Linked DNA regions of Pan troglodytes: region 2 is linked to region 1. Evidence: chromatin contacts called from public Hi-C data. All regions are on one chromosome and are shown on one strand. The core of a region is the stretch at or near the end of the contact, and the rest is flanking DNA. Distances in the headings are between cores, read along the strand shown.

Evidence for each region. Hi-C and Micro-C count contacts between places; a contact is called where the count stands out from the background.
Region 2: a Hi-C map of induced pluripotent stem cells shows a contact between it and region 1, with 1.7 times the contacts expected there. The contact joins two enhancer-like sites. A contact is called at or near these places in 3 of 7 Hi-C or Micro-C datasets (induced pluripotent stem cells and stem cell-derived neural progenitor cells).

Annotation. Positions count from the first base shown.
Region 1 is chr9:18,393,445-18,399,521 of NHGRI_mPanTro3-v2.0_pri, reverse strand. The region is part of intron 1 of RRAS2 (RAS related 2); the gene reads left to right. Among named protein-coding and RNA genes, the nearest start is that of RRAS2, 59 kb to the left of the region's middle. Within about 2 kb of position 2,496, at least 5 of the 24 cell types and tissues checked have an H3K27ac peak or open chromatin away from gene starts, as enhancers often do. A contact at or near this core is called in induced pluripotent stem cells, where this site is marked.
Region 2 is chr9:18,515,966-18,522,042 of NHGRI_mPanTro3-v2.0_pri, reverse strand. No RefSeq gene overlaps it. Among named protein-coding and RNA genes, the nearest start is that of RRAS2, 64 kb to the right of the region's middle. Within about 2 kb of position 3,257, at least 15 of the 24 cell types and tissues checked have an H3K27ac peak or open chromatin away from gene starts, as enhancers often do. A contact at or near this core is called in induced pluripotent stem cells, where this site is marked.

The DNA.
Region 1 (6,077 bases), core at 1,247-3,746:
CAGGCATGAACCGTTGTGTTTGGCCTAAATATATTTATAGTCAAAGAATGATTTTAAAAAATTATGAGACTTGCCTTAGATTTCATTCAGGAACAAGGAAAAACTTTCCCACAGAGGGGCTTGGAGGGAAAGTTTTATGCTTATACCCATTGAGTTTAACTCAGTGTATCAGTTATTCATACATTCACTTAGACACATACATGAAAGGATAAGCAATTGTAAAAGGAAATTGTAAGTAGCAATTATATAGTATACATTAAGCTTGGTATATGTATTTTCCAAATCACAACTTATTACTAATAAGACAGAAGTTGAGAAAAATCCAAACTGTTGTCACTTTAAGGGTAAGAGAATATTGAGATTGTTTTCTGGTTGGAGTGTTGAAAGCATTGCAAAGAAAGCAAGATGTGATTTGGGCTTTATCAGCTATAATTTATTAAGGGCCTACTGTGTGTCATCTGTTGGGCTTTGTACTCTACATAGACATAGAGTATTTTTAACTTTTCACAACAATCCTGCAAAGTTGGTGTGATTTTCATTTCATAGACAAGGAAACTGAGGTTCAAACAGGTTAAGTGAGCTGCTCTAGTTTCCCACAGCTGGCAAACTGATAGAACTGTGTCTGGGTCTATTTGACTTACATCTCAGACTCCCTCAATTCTGCTGCCTCCCTAGGCAGCCCCACACACCAGAGATACAGTGGTGGGACTAGGGACAGGATAGCTTCAGCCAGCGCTTCTGTCCTGGAAGAGGAGAATGGAGGCTACGTAGCAGTCACTGGAGACCTGTGGCCCTTATTAGATCCCGAGGGGCAACTTTGTGAGCTTCCCCCTACTCCCTGGGAGTGGGAGCAGCTCCCTGGGAAGTTTTTCCTTTTCTCTTACAACTTCTTTGCTGCCACATCTGAAGTGGGCATTGGAATATGCCTTCCCTAAACTAGCTGTTCTTGCCCTTTTCTGTTGAGGAAATGGAGTTAGAGATGTGTTAGTTTACCCAAGGACTCAAACAGCTAGCAAGTAGGATGGCTTCTGGATTTGGAATTCAGGCTCTCTGACTCCAGAGCCCTTGTGTTTTCTTCTCATCATGTTGTCTCCAGTAAAGATATAAATGCATCTATTAATAGGAAGCAAGTTAATGAAATCTCATTTTGGTTTATCATAATTTAAAAAACATAGTACGTGTTTTATGGATAGAAGTAATAATAGGGAAATGCTGTCTTAAACTGGAAGGGAGCAGAGAATCACAGAATTTTGCTTCTAGAATGTTTCATGACCTGATATCTGTGTGTAGTGTGGGGGTAAGGGGTGAGCTGAGCAGGAGCTCAAGAAGGAGAAGAAAAGAAAGAAAATTTGTTAGTCTTGGTTTTTGTTGTGTGTGTGTGTGTGTGTGTGTGTGTGTGGCACATTTACTCCTTGTTTTATGGGCCAATAAGGGAATGAGAAATTTGAAATTTTATGAATTTTATTTATTTATTTTAATTTTTGAAACAGTCTCGCTCTGTTGCCCAGGCTGGAGTGCAGTGGCATGATCTTGGCTTACTGCAACCTCTGCCACCTGGGTTCAAGCGATTCTCCTGCCTCACTCAGCCTCCTGAATAGCTGGGACTACAGGTGCCCGCTATCACGCCCAGCTAATTTTTGTATTTTTAGTAGACACGGGGTTTCACCATGTTGGCCAGGCTGGTCTCAAACTCCTGACCTCAGGTGATCCACTTGCCTCGGCCTCCCAAAGTGCTGGGATTATAGGCCTGAGCCACCATGCCCGGCCTATGGATATGTCACTTTCAATGGGATCAGTGGAAGCAGGAATGGAAGATGAGTGTGAGTGTGTTTTACTTTCAGAGAGGCAGATTAGCAAAGTTATTTGATGTTTAAGCACTAAGCAGGTCACTTTACTTCTCTGACAAAGTCCCTGCCCTCATGGAGTTTCTTTCTAGTTCGGTCGGGGAAGAAATGGACAATAAAAGTAAAAAATAAAAGACAAAGTAGATAAGATATATGTGGTGTTGAGAGAAAAGGAGGAAGGGAGAAAAGAGGGAGGGGGAAAAGAGAAAAAAACCTGGAAAATATTCTGAGCAAGAAAAAATATCAGCCTTCTACATGATGTAGTCTTGAGTAGAATGAGGTGAAAGCTCAGGGTTAAAAAAGGATCACTGTCTTTTTCCTTATGTGCTACCACCAGATTTAGAAAAAATTAATTTTAATATGAAAACTGTCAAATATATACGAAAGTCCAGAGAACCTACAACCATATACACGTTGCCCAGATTCAGTATTTTTCAGGGTTTTCCTACACTTGTTTATCTGTTTCCGTTCTCTCCTTTCCTTTTCCCTTCCCCTTTCTATTCCCTATGGTTTTAGAGAACTCCTACGACTTTCCTGAGAATGATGCTGTGCTCAGAACTGCCCTCCATTTGTTTACAACTCCCCAGTGGTACCTTAGAGCTAGCCTATCCTTTTTCTATGCAAGGGTGGTAGACTTAACCAATGTGCTGGATTCACTGAGTTTCCTAGAATTTCCAGTAAATTACCAGTCCCAGTGTGTAGACCAGGCACCACTCTGTGGCAGTGTTTGGGAACTACACTTTCACCAATAGCTTGGTGTCAGAAGAAAGTGAGTTGTCGCTCCTTACCACTGAAGGCGGAAGGGCAACTCATCCCTTTTTCTCTCCTTCCTTCTTCTTTTCCTCCTTAACGTGGCTTCTTTGAATGGGGAGATACTGAGTTGGCAGTTCTCCTTAGGAGGCCAGCCCGAGCTCCTGTTATGCAATCTAGTGGCATGTAAGCAGGATTATCCTGCTTATCCCAGCATAATATTATACTTTGGCATTATTAGGGGCTTCTGACAAACTTACCCAGATCAATTTTTTTTGAGGCGGGGGTGGAAACAGGGTCTTGCTTTGTTGCTCAGGCTGGAGTGCAGTGGTGCCATCATGGCTCACTGCAGCCTCATCCTTCTTGGCTCAAGCAATCTCCCGACTTCAGTCTCCTACCTCAGCCTCCTGAGTAGCTGGGACTATAGGCGCGTGCCACCATGCCTGGCTAATTTATTTTTTGTAGAGATGGGGGTTGCCCAGGCTTGCCAGACCAGATTTTATCTCTGTCTGAATGTGATAGCTTCCCTAATCCTAAATGTTTCTCCACATCTCCTGACAACGTTAAAGAAACTGAAGTTCATTTGCCCTTCCATACTACTAGGAAGGCATGCTGCCCTTTGAATGGGGGGTATTCCCTGTCTTTTGACTAGGATTCTTCTGCACACATCCTTTCATGTCTATCAGGAAGCATGTGCTCTCTCCATCCTCCACCCTTCCTTTCCCCTCAGTGTACTCTTTTGAGCCCTTGGGTCCACCCTCCTTCCCTATCCTTGCCTGAACCTTTACTGTCTAGCTCAGTGCAATACTGTGCTTGCTTTTTTTTCCTCTTTTTTTCTCTTTCTGCTACAGAACATCCTTTCTGGGCTGTGGTTGGTAACTTTTTATAACTTCAGGAGAGAGACTGTTTTCTTTTCTGGCAAATTGCTGAGGCTGTGTTGATAAGTGAACACATACATAGTTCTGTACATAACTGTAGTATTAACTGTCTAACTTCTCTTGCCTTCTGAACAAGCGTGGTATTGGCACTTCATGCTGTTTGTTTTTTGGCTTGGGTATAGACTTAAAATGCCCGAATCATTCTCTTGCCCCCAGTAATACCTCAACTACTGATGGTTGTATAAAAGGCACTGGACTCTGAAGATAGAGACCTTGTCTTTATGGAGTATCTTTATGGAGTACTTAGTAGGTGCTTCATACATGATCACTGAACAAATGAGTGAGTGAAATCAAGAGAGCAAGGACAATTGGCTGAAGGGTTTCAAGTAGTGGGAATGAGGCTTTGCATGGCGAACAACACAGATCAAACTGGATGGCTTTGCATACTACATAAAACCTGGAGGGCTTTGCATAGTATGTAAAGAAACTACGGAATCCTATAAGCAGCAGGGAGCCATTTAATTTATATGTTCTCTAGAGGTATAATTCATATATGTACAAAAAAATGTACAGATCTTAAATGTACAGCCTGATGGGTTTTTACTTATGTAAATTAACTGTGTAGTTGCTGCTCAGATCCAGAGACTATTTCCAGAACCCCAGCTTTCATCTTGATTCACAACGTTTGGATACCAAGTCCCAGAGGTCATGTGGTTGGTCTGAAGTGTAACTAGGACTGGAATTATTACAGCTACTCCTGAGCTTAGCAAATCTTTATACTTGAGTAAAAAACACTAATTCAGACCATTTAACTGCATGACAAAAATAATAGTTATTATTATGGTTGACATTTATTAATCAGCATGCCTTGGCACTTCATATGCATTATTTCATTTTACCTGCTTCACAGGATTTTGTTCCTATCTCTGTTTTACAGATGCTGAAGATTAGACATGTAAAGTGATTTGCCTTAGGTCCCACAGCTAGGGAATAGCAGAGTTAGAATTAAACCCAGGACACTTCATCACTGGGACTGATTACTTATTGGTGATCTGTTGCCTCAAATATCTGGTACCCAAGTTTAACAAAAATGTTGCCTTTTTGGTGAGAGGTGATGCTTGTATTTGTTACCTGCACACAGAGAATGCTCTTAGGGATATTCTGACCTATGGCTTCTTAGAATTTTGAGAGGGAAAGAGGTTTTTGATTCTATGATAGGCAGTTCCCAGAGTGATGTTTCGTTGGAGGAGGAATCTTTCAATGTGGATGGCTCTTTACGATTTACGTGTAGCCAGTAGATGATGGTCTCTGTAGACAAAGTATGAAGACAGGACACAGCAAAGATTGGGTGTGAACCTAAATATCCAAAAATCCCAACAATTAATTTGTCTTAAAAATTAATATGAGTGGAAATAAATGCATGTAGCAGTATGGCAAAATTCTTGTAATACTAAGATTGTGTTTCGAGAGTTAAGACATCCAAAGAAATGTCCATAGCGAGTAGAGGTAAAACAGTTTATTATACTGGACTTCAAAGTTGCAACAATCTTTTATATAACAATCAAACCAACAATCTTTTGTGCATGTTAATATCTTAATCTCACAATGCCAAGAACTGTCACATTTAAAGAATTCTAGCTATTGTGCATAGCTTGGCATTTGTAAAAAATGTATTTAACATTTGTTTATTATATTTTAGGCCAAATCAGTAGGGACAGTGTAGCACTTTTGGGCATCAGCTGGGAGTAGTCAGTGAAATTCAGGTTTTACAAGATATAAAAGCATGGCATATGGGGAAACATGTTTCAAGAAATGAATCTTAAAAAGTACAGCGCATGCTTTATCCAATTTGCTTGTGAAAGACTGCTGATTCCTGTTGTTTAAAATAGTGGGTGTAGAGAATACTGTTGCCAGTAAAATTTATTTACTTTTTGAAGTGGCATGGGTGCCAAAAAGTAAGTTCATGATTGTTTTGATACCTGCTTTTTTTTTTTTTTAAGGCTAGTTAAGTGAATTGATACCTGTTTGTTTTTAAATGGTGATGGAGTAGTGGAGGAGATGGCTTCCTACTAAAAGTTACTGCTGTTGGTAAACATTTCTTTTACAGACTTTGTTCAATAAATCATGCATTGAAGTGAAACATCAAAAAACAAATAGGAGTATAGATATGGAATTCTGTGATTAAAGTTAAACATTTTAATTTTAATTAAAAAAAATTTTTTTTAAGAGACAGGGTGTTATTCTGTCTTCCAGGCTGGAGCGCAGTGTGGCATGATCATACCTCACTGTAACCTCGAACTCCTGGGCTCAAGCAGTTCTTCTGTCTCAGCCTCCGGAGTAACTAGGACTACAGGTGTACACCACCACATCTGGCTAAGTCTTAAATTTTTCGTAGAGATGCGGTCTCACCTTGTTGCCCAGGCTAGTCTGGAACTCCTGGGCTCAAGTAATTTTCATAAAGTGTTAGGATTACAGGCATGAGCCACCATGCCTGGCTTTAAAGTTATTCTTAAGACTTAAATAAAATGTGGAAAGTGTCCTTCAAAAAAAATATGTAAACTCATGGTATCAGGCAGATTAATATATCTCCTCCCAAAACCAGGGG
Region 2 (6,077 bases), core at 2,008-4,507, 120 kb before region 1:
CTTCTATCATCTGTGTCATTATGGGCCTGCTTCTATTGATTGATTTTCTCCTCATTATGGACCATAATTTCCTGCTTCTTTGCATGTCTGGTAAGTTTGAGTCAACGCCAATATTGTAAGCTTTACATTGTTGGGTGCTAGGCTTTTTTATTCCTTAATTGTTTTGAGCTTTGTTTCAGGTTGCAGTTAACTTGCTTGGAAACAGTTTGATGCCTCTGAGGTTGCTTTGAAGCTTTGGGAGCACAGTATATTCTAGGAGTATTTTCCCATGCTCAATGTATTATGAGATTTATTCACCCTGGTTGTGAGGAATATGAACTATTTCCAACCTTGTGTGAACACCAAGAATTATTCCACCTGTTTCTGTGAAGTGTGCTTTCTCCAGTCTCTAGTAGCTTCCTCATATGCATGCAGTCTTTAGTACTCAGATGAAGACTTAATGGGAACCCTTTGCAGATCTCTAGAGTTCTCTCTATGCAAATTTCTCCCCCTGATACTCTGCCCTGTGAATTCTAGCCATCTTGGCCTCCCTGAATAATCAGCTGTCTCCTCAACTCAGAGAATCTTCCAGCTCTGCCTAGGTTACTCTTTTATGCACTACAGCCTGGAAACTGCAGACAGTAAGCTTGTGCAGTATTAGGACTCATTTTTTTCTCTCTCTCTCTTTCAAGGATCGGTGTCCTGCACTGTCAGAAACAGTTATGTATAATTTTGTCTGCTTTATAATTGTTTTTTTCTTCTTTTTCTTTTTCTTTTTTTTTTTTGAGACAGAGACTCACTCTGTCACCCAGGCTGGAGTGCAGTGGCACTATCTTGCTCACCTCAACCTCTGCCTCCCGGGTTCAAGTGATTCCCCTGCCTCAGCCTCCCTAGTTGCTGGGATTACAGGCATGTGCCAACACGCCTGGCTAATTTTGTATTTTTAGTAGAGGGGGGTTTCTCCACGTTGGCCAGGCTGGTCTCAAACTCCTGACCTCAGGTGATCCACCTGCCTTGGCCTCCCGAGTGCTGGATTACAGGTGTGAGCCACTGCACCTGGCCTATTGCTTTATAATTGTTTTAGGCAGGAGGTTAAATCCAGTGCCTGTTATTCTTTCTTGGCTGGAAGAAAGTCTTCTAATAGCCTTCTAAATTTTCCCCGGGTATTCTTTCTCATTGTTCAAATTTGGTCCACATGCACTGGAGTGGACTGGGAACATTGAGATAAACAACTGTAAAATAGAATATAAAAGCACTTATAATCTCCAATAGTAATAACTCTGATAAATGTAAAAACTCCTGTAATTCCTCATGCTGGTAACTCTGATTAATGTTTTGTGTATTTTATATTTCCTTCCAGTCTTCTTTCTGTCTTTTGATTATGTATGGTTTTTACATCAGTCCTCTGCTTACTTGGCCTCTTTTTAGCCTTTGACACTAATGATTACTCCCTCATTCTTAAAATTTTGTACACTAGGCCGGGCATGGTGGCTCATGCCTCAAATCCCAGCACTTCGGGAGGGCGAGCTGGGCGGATCACCTGAGGTCAGGAGTTTGAGACCAGCCTGACCAACATGGAGAAACCCCATCTCTACTAAAAATACAAAATTACCCGTGTGTGGTGGTGCATGCCTGTAATCCCAGCTACTCGGGAGGCTGAGGCAGGAGAATCGCTTGAACCCGGGAGGCAGAGGTTGCCGTGAGCCAAGATCGTGCCATTGCACTCCAGCCTGGGCAACAAGAGTGAAACTCCATTTCAAAACAAAACAAAACAAAACAAAACATTGTGTACTATTAGCTTCTAGGAGATACCTCTCCTGATTTTATTTCAATCCTTTCAACCCCTAAGAATTCCCTCTCACAGTCTTCTTTACAAATTCCTTTTCCTCCATGTCCCCTTAAATATTGACTTCTTTCTTGCTTCTCTTCTCACTGGATATCTAAATTCTCCCTTAGTGATCTCATCTGTTACCCATGACTTCAGTTGTCTGCTTGTGACTCACAAATTGACATTTCTAAATCTCTCTCCCCAGTGCTCCAGACCTATATAGTCAATTGCTTGATGTATATTTCTACTTGGACATCTCACATTGTGTCTCAAACACAACTCATCTTCCTCCAAGAACCTAAACTGCATCATGGTTCCATCTCAGTGCATGGCACTATCATCTACCTTACTTCTCAAGCTAGAATCACAGAAACTATGCTCAACTCTTCCTTCTTTCTTCTTTTTAACCCCCACACATTTAATGAGGGCATCTAGTTTTTTACTAGTTTATCTCCTAAATATCTCTTTTCTTTAAGCCTATATACTAGTTTCCCATACATTCCTATTGTTCACACTTTTTTCTCTCACTTGAACTGTTGCAACAGCCACTTATTTGACCTCTGGATAAGTGCCGGATGCATTGTGGTCTTTGCAAAACATCAGTTAAATCATGTCACTCTCTTGTTTAAAGAGCTCCAATAGTTCCCCTTTACTTATAGGATAAAAGCCAAAACCTTTAGCTTAGTGTGAACAAGGCCCTTCACAGTCCACCTCTAAACTCTCTTTCAGCCTTGCTCCCGGCTGATCTCATGTGTATCATTCCCCAAATACAGCATCCCCTATGCCTTTGTGCTGTTCTTTCTGCCTGGTAAGTCTCTCTGCATCTTCTCTGTTTGATAAATGCCTTCTCATCTTTCAATGTATATCTTAAGTGTCCCCTTCTTCAGTGAGTTCCTCCCTGAACCCGTCAAGAAGTGCTTCCCCTCATTCCTCTCATGCTCTGCCAGTTCTTTCATCCAGCCACTACTGCACTTGTTACAGTGCCCTGTAGTTATGCATTTACATCTATTCCTCCTGCTAGACTGTGTACTCTTTAAACAGTGGCCATCTTCTTCCTCTATGTACTTATCTCTCTAACAAGGGCTCAGTATCATAGCCATTCAATAAGTGTTTATATAATACTTGGTTTCCTAACCTGAGGTCCATGGATAGGCTTTGGAGGGCCCCTAGAACTCCATAATATTGCATATAAAATTATGTGTTTTGAGGGCATTTTCCTGGAAGATTCATTCTGGTCACCAGATTTTTCAGGGGGACCCTAGATTAACAAACAGTTAAGTACCCCTACCTTAGGAGAAAACTGTAGCCAAGGAGTTGGTTTGGGAAACCTAAATCATAGCCAGAGCCTAAACTTCACATTGGGCTTGATATGACCTTTTGCTGCTGCTGATGTCAGTCAGTCCTGTGATGAGGAGAGAGAGCTGGAGGGAGGGGCATACAGCAACTCTCCACTGCAGGTGGGAACATTCAACATTCTCAACTCTCAAAGCCCATGACCCTTCTCCCCCTACTTCCCACCCCCAGCTTTCTCTTTCATGCTCATGAGCACACATCCTACATGAATGCAAATTTGAAACTCAAACACACACGCATACACTTCTGCATGCACACAAATACACACACAAACACACAGCTAGGCATGCACACATGCATTCATCCACACGCATACAGACAAACGTGCAAACCGGCCACATACACGTGGGCACTCTGGATAATACACAGCTTCACTCCTGCATGGTCCATGTGAAAACACACACACACACACACACACACACACATCCATGCATGTGAAACTCATACGACCTCCCTCCTGCTGAGAACGAGTGCTGCCCCTGGCATCAGGCCCGTGGAGACAGCCGAGTGGAGCCATCTGTCAGGCTGAGGTTCCTGAGCGCCGCCCATCCTGCCTGAGCTCAGCTGGTCGGCATGCCGGGCATGCAGCCTTGCTATTCTCTCCGGCTGAATCATGCTGAGTGAGCTGGCCCAGCTAGGGTTTATCAAATCGGAACAGAATTTTGGCAAAACAGATGACTTGTGAGTTTGGCATTTGTGGACTTGGGAGGTGGAGACCTGTGGGGTAGGGGAGGAGGGGGGAAAGGAAAAAGGGAGAAAAATTGCTTCTGGATACACTGAGATATGCTGGAGAACTGAGTTCAAGAATGTGGCAGAGGAGCTTAGGTGCCAGATGTAAAGTCAAAAAAACCCTATTCAAGTTCCAGCTCTACCACTTAATAGCCACGTGACTTTGAACATGTTAATTTACCTCTTTGAGCCTCGGTTTCTTTTGTTTGTTTTTGTTTTTTTGAGACTGAGTCTTGCTCTGTTGCCCAGGCTGAAGTGCAATGGCACAGTCTTGGCTCACTGCAACCTCCACCTCCTGAGTTCAAGCAATTCTCCCTGCCTCAGCCTCCCCAGTAGCTGAGATTACAGGCATGCACCACCATGCCTAGCTAATTTTTGTATTTTAGTAGAGACAGGGTTTCGCCATGTTGGTCAGGCTGGTCTCGAACTCCTGACCTCAGGTGATCCACCTGCCTCAGCTTCCCAAGGTGCTGGGATTACAGGTGTGAGCCACCACGCCCAGCCTGAACCTTCTTGGTTGCTTTTATAAAATTGATCTAATAAAATCACCTAACTCATATGATTGATAACAGATTTCTGTGAGACAGTACTTATCAATTAGTACAGTGCCCTGGCACGTAGTAAAGACTTAATAGACAGTAGTTATTACAGTCAGAGAACATGCAATTTCAAAGAGAATATATAGACCAACTAGCCCAACCTGGCCATCCCTTTTAACCCACCAACCCATCCCCGCTGGGCAACCAGGCTTGGTACCCTAACATGGTTCCCAGTCTTCACCTGAAAACCATATGCCCTCATCAACCTTGTGCTGCATTGGACACTTGTCTGGCTTCCTGGCTACTGTTCATCACACTCCCCTTTTGACCTGAGAACCAGCATTGCCCCTCCCATACCAGCCTTCCCCTCTTCTGCTTCTAGCTGCTCAGCTCATGCAGCTCCCACCACACCCATTACCTGGTTTGAAATGATAATAATAAAAACAATACCAATACCTGGAATTTATTAAGCCCTTATTGTGTGCCAGAAATTTCCAAAGCAAGTCTAATTTAGTCTTCACAACTTTATAAGTAGACACTATTATTATCCCTATTTTACAACTGAAGAAACTGAGGTACCAAGAGATTAAGTAATTTGCCCAACATAAGAGATCAAGTGTAAAGACAGGCTATTATCTCATATATTCTAAGAGATAATAACTGACAATTAAACCATGTTACAATGCTGAGGTGCATTCTGATTTCAGAGATGTTTAAAATGTGGGGGGGGGGGTATGAAAAGTACATGATAGAAACAATTAAAATGGGACCAGGATTTGACCTTGGGAAGTCAATCTGACTCAAGGGTCTGTACCACACTGTAATGCCCTCAATATCCCACTTATTGCACACCCTATGTAACAGACATTGTGCTAACTTCCTTTTTTTTTTTTTTTTTTTTGAGACAGAGCCTTACTCTGTTGCCCAGGCTGGAGTGGAGTGGCATGATCTTGGCTCACTGCAACCTCTGCCTCCTGGGTTCAAGCAATTCTCCTGCTTCAGCCTCCCGAGTAGCTGGGATTACAGGCATGCACCACCATGTCCAGCTAATTTTTGTATTTCAGTAGAGACGGGGTTTCACCATGTTGCCTAGGCTCCTGACCTTAAGTGATCCTCCTAACCGCAAGTGATCCTCCTGCCTCAGCCTCCCAAAGTGGTGGGATTACAGGCGTGAGCCACGAGGCCCTGCCACATTGTGCTAACTTCTTAATATGCATTACCTCATTCAGATCTTATTAACCATCCTTGTTCTACAGATGAGGAAACTAAGGCTCAGAAAAGTCATGATTTGTCCAAGGTAACATTGTGTCATGAAACTGGTGATAAATGCCCGGCCTGTCTGACTCTGGAGTCTGCTCTTAGCCATTATGCAACTCAGATACCTGCTCTCTGCCTAGGTGGTAGTTCCCACAGCTTCCTCCAGAGGATCCTTCAGGCTGGCCATGGGGCTGAGCTACAGCTGCTGTCCTGGTGACTTCCAACCCCAGACTTCATTTTCTCTCTATGTGGAGGAGAGGGAGTTTGTTGGGAGGAGGGGCACAGTCCTGGACTGAAAGGCAGAACACCGGGGTACTCGTGCTGTTCTGTCTGGGCACTGTGATCTCTCTCTCAGCAGGTGTCTCTTGTACTGGGTAACACGCAATCGGTAA